Regions from separate parts of the Sus scrofa genome. Here region 2 is linked to region 1. Evidence: chromatin contacts called from public Hi-C data. All regions are on one chromosome and are shown on one strand. Each heading gives the region's core, a stretch centred on a gene start, on an enhancer-like site or on the middle of the called end of the contact. The rest is flanking DNA. Distances are from core to core; before and after follow the strand shown.

What was found. Hi-C and Micro-C count contacts between places; a contact is called where the count stands out from the background.
Region 2: a Hi-C map of embryonic fibroblasts shows a contact between it and region 1, with 1.7 times the contacts expected there. The contact joins the promoter of C3H16orf58 here to the promoter of NIPSNAP2 in region 1. A contact is called at or near these places in 3 of 5 promoter capture datasets (fetal liver and liver), 10 of 47 Hi-C or Micro-C datasets (embryonic fibroblasts, epiblast stem cells, fetal liver and 6 more) and 2 of 2 datasets of contacts at active chromatin or transcription factors (alveolar macrophages and skeletal muscle).

The regions. Positions count from the first base shown.
Region 1 is chr3:16,938,009-16,944,029 of Sscrofa11.1, forward strand. It overlaps NIPSNAP2 (protein NipSnap homolog 2), which reads right to left and starts at 3,759. Exons shown (of 10, transcript XM_021086363.1): 1 at 3,558-3,759. The coding sequence starts at 3,649.
Region 2 is chr3:17,062,209-17,068,229 of Sscrofa11.1, forward strand. It overlaps C3H16orf58 (RUS1 family protein C16orf58 homolog), which reads left to right and starts at 3,572. Exons shown (of 13, transcript XM_021086379.1): 1 at 3,572-3,926; 2 at 4,133-4,247. The coding sequence starts at 3,627.

The DNA.
Region 1 (6,021 bases), core at 2,509-5,008:
GCAGGCGCTGCAGGAGGAGGAAGAGTTAAATTCTGGGACATTGTCATTTCTAGCACCTGTGGGAGACCCGTGCCATGTCCAAAGTGCTGAGCAGAGGGCCCGGCCCTGAGAAGAGCCAAGTAAGATGTGCTGGCAAAAAGTCTCCCAGGAAGACTTCCTCCTTCACTCTGAAACGGCTCCTGCAAGGTCACCCACAACACCCCTGTGGGTAAATGCAGTTTTCTTATGTCATCTTAACTTTTCCCTCCTGGAAATAACCTCCCCAGGGCACTGAGAGACAACAATACCCCACGGGAGTCCCCTTTGTGGCTTAGCAGTTAAGGAATCTGACTAGGATTCATGAGGTTGCGGGTTTGATCCCTGGCCTCACTCACTGGGTTAAGGATCCGGCGTTGCCGTGAGCTGTGGTGTAGGTCGCAGATGTGGCTCAGATCCCGAGCTGCTGTGGCTGTGGTGCAGGCCCGCGGGTGTAGCTCTGATTCATCCCCTAGCCTGTGAACTTCTGTATGCTGCAGGTGCGGCCCTAAAAAGCAAACAGCAACAACAAAAAAACAATACCCCACAGCTGCCTCTTTTCAGTCTCCCTTGCTGCTTCTCCTTCCTAATCCAGCCTATAAATGCCCATAGAGCCCAGGGCCTGTTTCTCAGCTCCTGCTCGACCCACACTCCTCAAACAATCTCATCCATCCCTATGGTTTTAAAAAACATTTTATTATACAAATTTCAATTGACTCTAAAACGGCATATTGAAACCCATGGATCTATCAACACTGCATTCTTATGTGCTGACAACTCTCCAATGCTGTCCAGACATCTCCCGTGAGGAGTCAGAGGTCCAGCAGGCCAACTGCTTAGCTGGCCTTTCTATCTGAATAGTGCACGGCCATCTCAAACAAACTTCACCAGGTCCACTGCCCTGGATCCGCCCCTTCCCCACCCACACCTGTTCCTCCTCCTCTGAATTCCTAGCAAGCTCTCAGTGGCCAGCACCTCGTGTGCCTTATTCACTGACGCTTCCCAACAGCACCTGGCAGGTGGCCGGCACGCTCACCTAGGCAACAAACAGCTCTAGGTAAATGGCACCAGCATCCTCCCCGCTGGCCATTACCTTGATTCTGTCCCCCTTTCAAAGCCAGACTGGTATTTTATTTTTTATGTTTTCCTTTTTAGGGCCACACCTGCAGTGTATGGAAGTTCCTAGGCTAGGGGTCAAATTGGAGCTGCCGCTGTTGGCCTGCGCCACCGCCACGTGGGATCTGAGCCACATCTGTGACCGATGCCACAACTTGCAGCAATGCCAGATCCTTAACCCACTGAGCAAGGCCAGGGATGGAACCTGCAACCTCATGGATACCATGTCAGGTTCTTAACCCACTGAGCCACAACGGGAACTCTCCAGACTGATCTTTTAAAAATGTAGATCAGAGCATGTTACCCTAGGGCTTATACCTTTAAATGTTTTCCAGGGCTCAGAATAAAATGCAAACTCTCTAAATAGCTGTAAGGCCTGGAATTTTCTGGCCCCTGCTCCTTGCCACCTGTCTTGTTTTCCTTTCACTCCTGCCTCCTAGATTTTTCTGGGGTTTCCCAGCATGTCTGACTCCTCCCCTTCAGGGCTTTCATGCCCACTTACCCTTCAGGTCTCAGTATGACATCACCTTGTCCGAGAGGCCTTCCATGACCTCATGTGGGAAGCTCCCTGATTTTGTCCCATGGCACCTACCTCCATCTGTAAGTCTCTATGGGTTTTCATCTCAGCCACGGCTTCCTGGGGAGAGCGACCACAGCTCTTACGCTCAGGTCCAGCGGGCTTCAAAGACACCGTATACACTCAATATGTGATAGAATCAATGAATTGACTGGGTCTAGACTGAGTCCTAAAGTTGAGGCAGTTAAAGGTTAAGGCAGACTAGAGCCCAGGAAGGAGTAGTCAGAAGGTACAGGGGACCTTGGATAGAGACAAGGACCCCAGTGTCGAGAGCATGTGGCCCCAGCAGGAACCTGGGGTATCCCAGGTGACCTTGGGCCCTTTAAGTGAACACCTTCAGGCGCAGCTTTTTTTTTTTCTCTTTCGGGCCGCACCCATGGCACATGGAGGTTTCCAGACTAGGGGTCAAATTAGAGCTACAGCCACTGGCCACAGCCATAGCCACGTCAGATCCAAGCCGCGTTCTGCAACATACACCACAGCTCAGAGCAACGCCACATCCTTAACCCACTGAGCAAGGCTAGGGATCAAACCCGCAACCTCAAGTTTCCTAGTCCGATTCATTTCCACTACACCACAAGGGGAACTCCCTCAGCTGTCTTTTTTGAAAAAAAGGAAATATCAATTTCATGGGCTTCTATCACTTGTGGGGAAAAATAAACAGTAGATACTTAATAACAGAATAAAAATAAAAGAGGGTTGATTTGTTGATCAACTTGGAAACATAAACATCCAATTTTGTAACACAACTTGAGCAGCAGTCCTTACAAGGGCACTGGGCCTGAAGTGTAACCAACTTGGGTTCAAATGCCTTTTCTAGCCACGTGTCTTCAGCAGGTTGAGGTTCCTTCTCATCTCTAAGATGTAGATCCTATTACTTCCTTCTTAAGATTGCTACTAGGATTACACTAAATAAATAAGCTGTTATCATATAAAGCTGGCCCACATTAAGAGTTTTAACAGGTACTTCCTTCCCTTTTCCATTTTTTGAAATGCCAACTGTATTTTCTAGAGGCTCACTATTGAAGATAAACAACAAGATAAAATTCATATAACCTAACGTAAATAAACCGGGAAAGCAAATGGACGTGTAAATTGGTTGATATGGGCTCTGGTTTTTCAACTGGGCAAACAGGACATGGCTGTGTCCGGGATGGACTCAGAAAATCGAATATGTAATCCAATGAGGTTAGGAAAAAAGTTTAAACATGAACCCACCCCCTACTTCGTGCTGATAACTGTACATACTTTTTTGATCCACTACCTACTTTTCAATGCAAGTCAACAACTGTCCGTAAGGCGGACACCTCTTGGCTACTTCCCCAATCTCCACTGAGGGATCGCCGGGGCCGATGTATTATTTTATTTCTTCACAGCAACCTAGGAGGTGAGTGGTAGGTACCTCCACTACCGTTTACAGATGCTGACACTGAGGCTTTGCGCGGGCGAGCAGCTTTCTCAGGACGCCCTGCAGGAACCCCGAGGCCCAAGTTCAAGGCCTGCGGCCTCAGCCACGCGCTGGCCGCTGCCCCACGACTCCGGGTCGCGCAGGGTCAAGGTCCAACAGGCCGGGCCGGCTCCGCGCGCGGACGTGGCTTCGGCGCTGGGTGTCATTCCCGCCATGACCTTGAGCCCCGCCGGCCCGGCAGCAGGCGCTCCGACCCTGCCGAGGCTCCGGCTCGCCCCGCCACGCGGACCGCGGCCTCAGCCCAGCCGCCCCACAGCCCCGGCGGCCCTGCCCCATGGGAACGCTACCGAGCCAGGGCGGAGACCCGCGCCGAGGACCCCGCGCCCTCCGCCCCGCGGCGGCCCCTCCCCGGCCGCTCCCGGAAAGGGCGGCGCTGCTCACCGGAGCCCGGGCAGGAGGCTGCAGGGGGCGGCCCGCCACAGGAAGCCGCCGCCTGAGGCCGCTCCGCCGGCGCGCAACACTCGCGCCGCCATCTTGCTCCGGAGCCTCGACTCCCACCGCCCCGGCCTCCGCTGACGCCGCCGCCGCCGCCGCCGCCGCCGCGACCCCTCCCCCGGCCGGGCCCGCCGAGGCGGGGGGCGGGGCGGGGCGGGGCGGGGCAGGGCGTGCGGCCGCTGCAGTGCGGGGCGCGACCGCCAGGGGGAGTGGGGCCCAGGACGCTGCAGCGCGGGGAGCGGCCGCCAGGGGGAGCGGGGGGGGCGCAGAGGTCTGGTCCTCAGTGCGTCCTGGCACTGAGGTCCCGGAGTTGCAAGAAAGGAGCGGGAAGCCTGAGGGCAACCGATTTTGAGACTTCAAGCTCCGACGAAAGGAGCTCGGTGCCCAGCACAGGGGCCACCCAGGGGTCGAGGGCAAGGCTTGAACATACGTGGAGAGATTCACCGGAAGAGAGTAACACAGTTCCTAGGGGAATCCAGGGCCTGGGGGCGAATCTGAGAGGCAGCTTCTTTTTAGATTTTGCACCAAGTACATACATTGCCTTTTCAAAAATAAATTACGCTTTAATAAAAACATTCTCGTTCTGGATGGAAACATACTCAGATACTCTCGTGGTCTCCGGACTCCTTGTTCTGTTGATGTGAGCATGCCGCTGGGTGTGAAATGATCGGAGTGTGTCAAGTGTGAGAATGGAGAGGTTGACAAGACCGGAAGGGAGCCCGGGCTGGAGAGTGCGTCCCCAGGGGTGCCTGGAAAGTGGAAGAAAGACCCTGGGGAGCTGGCACAGCGTCCTGGTCCCAAGGAAAGAGCAGACAGGTGGAGGGAGGGAGAACTCCGGCCGCCCAAGGAAACAGCTTAAACAAAGGCGTGGGTTGAAGTTCCCGTCGTGGCTTGTTGGTTAATGAACCCGACTAGTATCTATGAGGATGCAGGTTCCATCCCTGGCCTTGCTCAGTGGGTTAAGGATCTGGCGTTCCGTGAGCTGCAGTGTAGGTCGCAAGTGCGGCATCGGATCTGATTTTGCTGTGGCTGTGGCGTACGGCTGCCGCTGCAGCTCCAATTCAACCTCTAGCCTGTTTGGGAGAAATGTATCCTGTGGGGAAATAAAAGAACCACTGATAGAATCATGAAACCGCAGCTAAGAGCTAGACAGAAAATTGAGGAGCAGTTAAGCTCCTATTAGATCCCTAGCCTGGGAACATCCATATGCCATAAGTGCGGTCCTAAAGAGACAAAAAGACCAAAAAAAAAGAAAATGGGGAGAAACAGGGGAGGAGCTTCCCAGCCACCAAAGGGGGCATTTTCATGGCCCAGAAGAAAATGTCCTTAAGACTGGGTAGATTACAGATCTCTAGGAGGGGTGGGGACAGGCACTCAGCTTGTGTGTGGAGGGGTCTCTGGAGTTGGTAATTCTAAAGATGAAGGGAGGAGGAGGGGGCTTCAGGGCTGAGTCCTACAATGTTAATATGGCAAGGAGCCACCAGGAGGGCAGAAATGGTCCTGTGGATGGAGGAGTGGCAACAAGGATTTGCTCCAGACCAGGGAGAGGCATGTGGTGGGAAGGCAGTCAGGCACAGAGGGACAGGTGGCCACAGGCTGAGTGGGTGAGGTTGTTCCTGATCTCAACTGGCTTATGCTTCTTGGGGCGGTGGAGGTGGCAGAGACCCAAAAGGGAGGCTGGCGTGAGCTCTCCCCAGGGCAGAAAGGACAGGTCCCCATCCTGGACTGTGGGAGGCAGGGCCTCTTAAAGCCAGTGATGCTGTTGTGACTTTCTAACACATTCCCTAGATTTCTCAGTTCTATTTCGGGAGACAAATGCTTTCAAATCTGTTTTCCTGAAATGTAAACTTGATAGGCGTTTCTTTGATGACTTGGCTCTTGGGTTCTTTATTAGGCCACTCATTCTGCCCCCTTTTTTTTTTTGTCCACAACCTCAGCATGTGGAAGTTCCCAAGCCAGGGATTGAACCCACGCAACCGTTGAGGTCTGCACCATAGCTGTGACAACACCGAATCCTTAACCTGCTGTGCCACACGCAAACTTCCTTGTTCTTCACTTTTTTCTCCACTATCATTTTGCTCTAAGTTCTATTAACCCAGTGCATTTTACTGAAGGGAGGGAGGTGCTCCATATTTATAGTTGTGTGGCTTAGGTTCCAATATCATAGGATAAACATTAGGCATCTTCCTGGAGTTTAATTTTTACATCAAGATTTCCAGGAAAATATCTATGTTAAAATTAAAATGATACATTAGAGCATATGTAAGCATTTAAAGTACTTGAACTTTTATTTCCATTCTTTTTTGCTTTTTTTAGGGCCGCACCCATGGCATATGGAGGCTCCCAGGCCAGGGGTCCAATCGGAGCTATAGCTGCCAGCCTACACCACAGCCACAGCAACGCCAGATCC
Region 2 (6,021 bases), core at 2,322-4,821, 120 kb after region 1:
ATAATTGCAATATGACCTGACAAAGAATATGTATACAGGGAGTTCCCTTAGAGGCTCAGCAGTTAACAAACCCGACTAGGATCCATGAGGATGAGGGTTCAATCCCTGGCCTCGCTCCGCAGGTCAAGGATCCAGGGTTGCCAGGAGCTGTGGTGTAGGTCACAGACACGGCTCAGATCTTGAGTTGCTGGGGCTGTGGCATAGGCCAGCAACTGAAATTCCAATTCGACCCCTAGCCTGGGAATCTCCATATGCTGCAGGTGCAGCCCCCCAAAAAATTTAAAACAAACTCCTGGAATTCTACTGTGGTGCATGAGGTTAAGGATCCAGCTTTGTCACTGCAGCAGCTGGAGTTGCTGCTGTGGTGCAGGTTGGATTCCTGGTCCAGGAAATTCCACATGCTGTGGGTTCAGCCAAAAAAGAAAAAAAAATAAATAAAACAAACTCTTGGAGTGCCCATCATAGCTCAGTGGAAATGAATTTGACTAGTAACCATGAGACTTTAGGTTTGAAACCTGGCCTTGCTCAGTGAGTTATGTATCTGGTGTTGCCATGGCTGTGGCTTAGGCCAGCAGCTGTAGCTCCAATTAGACCCCTAGCTTGGGAACTTCCATGTGCTGCAGGTGGAGCCCAAAAAGCAAAAAAAAAAAAAAAAAAAGAAAGAAAAGAAAGAAAGAAAGAAAGAAAAAGAACAATACAGGGAGTTTCTGATGGCTCAGCAGGTTAAGGATCCAGTGTTGTACCTGCTGTGGCTCAGGTCACTGCTGGGGCATGGGTTTGATTCCTGGCCTGGGAACTTCCGAATGCCCTGGGGGCAGCCAAAAATTAAAGAAAAAAAAATTAAAAAGAAAAAAGATGCTATAGTTCTAATTCGCCTCAAATTGGACTCCTGCCTCAAGGCCTAGAAGAGTAGCACCTGCCCACTGAATTTTTTTCTTTTTTCTTTTTTCTTTTTTTTTTTTTTTTTTTGGTCTTTTTGCCTTTTCTAGGGCCGCTCCTGCGCATGTGGAGGTTCCCAGGCTAGGGGTCGAATTGGAGCTGTAGCCGCTGGCTTACACCAGAGCCACAGCAACGTGGGATCTGAGCCGCGTCTGCAACCTACACCACAGCTCACGGCAACACCAGATCATTAACCCACTGAGCAAGGGCAGGGACCAAACCCGCAACCTCATGGTTCCTAGTCGGATTTGTTAACCACTGAGCCATGACGGGAACTCCGAATTTTTCTTTTTCTTTCTTTTTATGCCCGCACCTGCAGCATATGGAAATTCCCAGACTAAGGGTCAAATCAGAGCTGCAGCTGCTAGCCTACACCACAGCCACAACACTAGGATCCAACCTACATCTGCGACCTATACCACAGCTCACAGCAATGCTGAGCCACAACAAGAACTCCTGCTCACTGAATATTTGTTGAATGAATAGATGAATAAATTACTTTTACCAGTTTTCAGCTCAGTAACTTTGCTGAAGTCACTTCACATATGCAAGCCCTAGTTCCCTTGTTTAGGGGAGGAATAGGAGTTCCTGTTGTGGCACAGCAGAAACAAATCTGACCAGTATCCCTGAGGATACGGGTTCAACCCCTGACCTCGCTCAGTGGGTTTGGGATATGGCACTGCTGTGAGCTGTGGTGTAGGTCATAGATGCGGCTTGGATCCCGAGTGGCTGTAACTGTGGTGTAGACCAGCAGCTGTAGCTGTTTCAACCCCTGGCTTGGGAATTTCCATATGCCGAGGGTGCAGCCCAAAAAGCAAAAAAATTTAAAAAATGTAAAATCATACCTACAAGGGCTAGTGAGAAAATAAATTCATTCATTCCACTTATGAATATTTAGCACCTGCCTTGTGCCGGTTCCTGGGAAATATCAGTGCCAAAGACAAAGTTCCTCTCCCCTACGAGCTTAAGTTCTACTGGGGGGAGTGAGAGGATGAACAGTAAGGGGTGAACTCTGGGAGAGCGAGCAGGGCCCCATCTATAGAGCTTCGTGGGCCCTGGCAGAGTGTGTTTTGTTTTCAAATGTGAAAGAAAGCCATTGAAGGGTTTGGAAGAGAATGTTGCTATCCTCTTCCATAAAACAGGAAGCTACTGAAAGGTTTTAAGCAGGGGAGTTTTGTTTTGTGTTTAGGGCCTCACTGGTGGCCTATGGAGGTTCCCAGGCTAGGGGTCGAATCAGAGCTGTAGCCACTGGCCTACACCATAGCCACAGCAATGCCACAGCTCACAGCAACACCAGAACCTTAACCCACTGATCGAGGCCAGGGATTGAAACTGCATCCTTGTGATTACTAGTCAGATTCCTTTTCGCTAAGCCACGATGGGAACTCCTAAGCAGGGGAGTTTTAAGCTGGCTAGGGAGCTGACTCCAAGGGGCAGGAGGGGAAGTGGGGACAGGCATTCGACAATATACCGAGCATTGAGCAGAATGTTCCATGCTGCTCATCGCCTTGACTTTATGCTCACTGATCTCCCCACTTCCCACACGGTATTTAGACTTTTCCCGCAATTTCGTAGACCCTCTCCCCCAGTAAACACCAGAACTTCTTGCCCATTTCTCCTGTCCTGACACTCTTAACTGCAATCCCTTGATTTTCTCATTCTTCAGATATTCTTAGGATCTTTTCAGAAATAATATTCTTCGGAGTTCCCGTCATGGTGCAGCAGAAACAAATCCTACTAGAAACCATGAGGTTGTGGGTTCAATCCCTGGCCTTGCTCAGTGGGTTAAGGATCTGGCATTGCCTTGAGCTGTGGTGTAGGTCGCAGACGCAGATTGGATCTGGCGTTGCTGCAGTGTAGCCTGGGAACCTCCATATGCTGCAGGCACGGCCCTAGAAAAAACCAAATAGACCAAAAAAAAAGGGGGGGTGGGGGTGGGGTCTTAACAGGGTCTCAGGGATGATCTGGTCCAACTTATCATTTATTTATAAATATCTTTTTTTTTTTTTTTTGTCTTTTTGCTATTTCTTGGGCCGCCCCTGCGGCATATGGAGGTTCCCAGGCTAGGGGTCGAGTCGGAGCCATAGCCACCGGCCTACGCCAGAGCCACAGCAACACGGGATCCGAGCCGCGTCTGCAACCTACACCACAGCTCACGGCAACGCGGGATCCTTAACCCACTGAGCAAGGGCAGGACCAAACCCGCAACCTCATGGTTCCTAGTCGGATTCGTTAACCACTGCGCCACAACGGGAACTCCTATAAATATCTTTTACACACCTACTATGTGTTGGGTATTGGGAATGGGAGACAAATATAGTCCCTGCCCTCACAATAAAAAAGGCACCTGGAGCCCCTTAGGCACAATGACTTGCCCAAAGCCACAAGCTAAAAATTCTGTGGCTGCACCAGGTCTCAACCCAACGATAGGAATGCCCTCTTCCAGGGTTTGGCGGGCCAGAGGGCTCCCGCGGGGCCAGACAAAATGCTGCGAAGAACCAGGGGTTAGGACCAACCGCAGAGGTGGCCAAGAGATAGGAGAGGAATGGTTCAGTTCCCAGGTTGCCGGAAGGAGGCCGGCGGCCCTTTCGCGAAGGAAGATTGCCCCTCTGCGGCCGCCGTAGCCGCGCCGGAAGCGTTGTCTGAACATGTATCTCGTCCCGCGAAACTGAAGGGAGGGAACCACGATGGCTGACGTTGCAAGGCGTGAGGCTCCACTGTGCTCCGAGCAGTTCGGTTCCGGGACAGCCCGGGGCTGTCGCGCTGCCGCCGACGGGACCCTGCAGTGGGAGGCCTGGGGGAAGCGCTGGTGGGGGTTCTCCGGGGCTTTCACAGCGAAACCCGGAGAACGAGATGGGGACGGAGGGGTGGCTCCCGGGACGGCCTCCCCACCTCTCTCCCGGCTCCTGGCCGTGTTCCTGCCGCAGGGCTTCCCCGATAGCGTCAGCCCGGACTATCTGCCCTACCAGCTGTGGGATTCCGTGCAGGTCAGCTCGGCCGACTGGGGAAAGGGGCGACATGTAGCCTGGGTAGGGAGGACAGTGCGCCACCTCTTCCCATCCCACTTATAGGCTGGAGACTGAGGCCCAGAGCAGAGCTGTGACAGGTCCCAGGCCACACACCCAGGAGATAATAGATCTTAGACCAGCATGCTCCTGCGCCCACTCCTCATCCCACTTCTTTTCTTCTCCAGGCCTTTGCTTCCAGCCTCTCGGGCTCCCTGGCCACCCACGCAGTCTTGCTGGGCATAGGGGTAGGGAACGCAAAAGCCTCTGTTTCAGCTGCCACGGCCACCTGGCTCGTGAAAGGTGAGCTGGGCCCCTGGAGTCTCACCTATCTCTCCTCTCAGTCCTGCCATTTCTCTGTCCTCTTTTTCCTCCGACTGGGAGGCCCAACCCCTACTTTCCCCTTTACCTAGCTCCCGGCTGTGATGAGTATGTTTACACATGCCTCTCTGATTAGATCCAAGAGCCAGGTCTCCCCAGTTCCCAGAATAGTGCCTTGTGCCCTGTTAAAAAACAGCATTCAACGGAGTAAATTTTAGTGATTTTTATTGGCTTTATTGACGACGGATTAGTAACCCACGAGGGGAATACCACTCGTCCTGCACACCAGCCTTGCAGCTGCACTCTTTCCCGTACAATACTGTTCAGTGCCCTTTAATCATCTGGAGCCCAGATGCCTAAATTAATGGGTCCCTCCCCTTTACTCCTAATCTGTGGAGAACTGCCTCAGAGTTCAGTTATTAAATAAAACTGCCAGTTGCCTGGAGTCTGGGAAATTAGTTAATTCTAGACAAAAACAATTTTGTAACTTGTCCTAAGTGGCGGAGAGGAGGTTGTGGGAAGGACGAAAGGCATTTTAGATCCCCTGGGATACTAGATGATGCCATAAATGATAACTGTAGTAACTATCTGTTGAATATATAGTTTTTGAAAACCGCTAACAAAAAAGGGGAAAAAAAAAAAAGATATAGTTTGGTACCTTGTCACCTAGAGAGTGAAGTAGAGAAGAAAAGGGAAACTTCCACATCAGGAGGGCCCATGGCTCTCTCTACTGTTTTTCCCTGTGGTTCCCAGTGGGGATATAAATCAAACCCAGGGTAAGGCGGAGTGGAGTTCCTGTTGTGGCTCTGGGGTAATGAGCCAGATTAGTATCCATGAGGTTGCAGGTTCAATCCCTGGCCTCGTTCAGTGGGTTAAGGATCCAGCATTGCCACAAGCTGCAGCATAAGTCTCAGACTTGGCTCGAATCCCATGTTGCTGTGGCTGAGGCATAGGCCAGCAGCTGTGGTTGGGATTCTCCCCCTAGCCTGGGGACTTCATATGCCGGTGGGTGTGGCCCTAAAAAGACCAAATCAATCAGTCAGTCACAATGGGGGCAAGGCTCTTTCTGCTCCCAGCATCATCCTGGCCACAGCTCTGGTGACCCTCCCTGGATCTTTTGGAGAATCTGGAGGTTCCTGATTATACCCTCACCATTAAGACGAGCAGATTGTCCAAATATGAGTCACCACTGGAAAGAAGCTCCTTTTCTGAGAGTGCTTATCAGTGGAGAAGTGGTGATCGGTGACTCTTGTCCTAGTTGTCTCTTCTTTTAACAATAAAATTCCCTAAACAGTACTTATTATGTACCAGTCTTTAAATGTACTGACTCAGTCTTCACAGTAACTCTGAGAGGGGTATTGTCACTCTGTCCATTTTATAGATGGGGAACCTGAGGCACAGAAGAGTTAAGTTGCCTAGAGTCACAGCCAGTAAGTGTTAGGGCATGGATTTGAACCCAGGAGGTCTAGTTCCAGGGTACAAAGACCATTTCAAGATGTGGAAAGATAACCACTTAAAACCTGTTATTGACATTAAAAGAAGCCCCCTTAGGTGTTCCCTGGTGGCCTAGCGATTAAGGATCCAGTGTTATTGCTGTGGCTTGGGTCACTGCTGTGGCATGGGTTCAGTCCCTGGCCTGGAAACCTCTATGCTGCAGACTTTGCAAAAATAACAACAACAACAAAAAAAAAACCTTCTTAATTAGAAGGAATGTTACAGGAGTTCCTGTCCTGGCACGGCAAAAACAAATCTGACT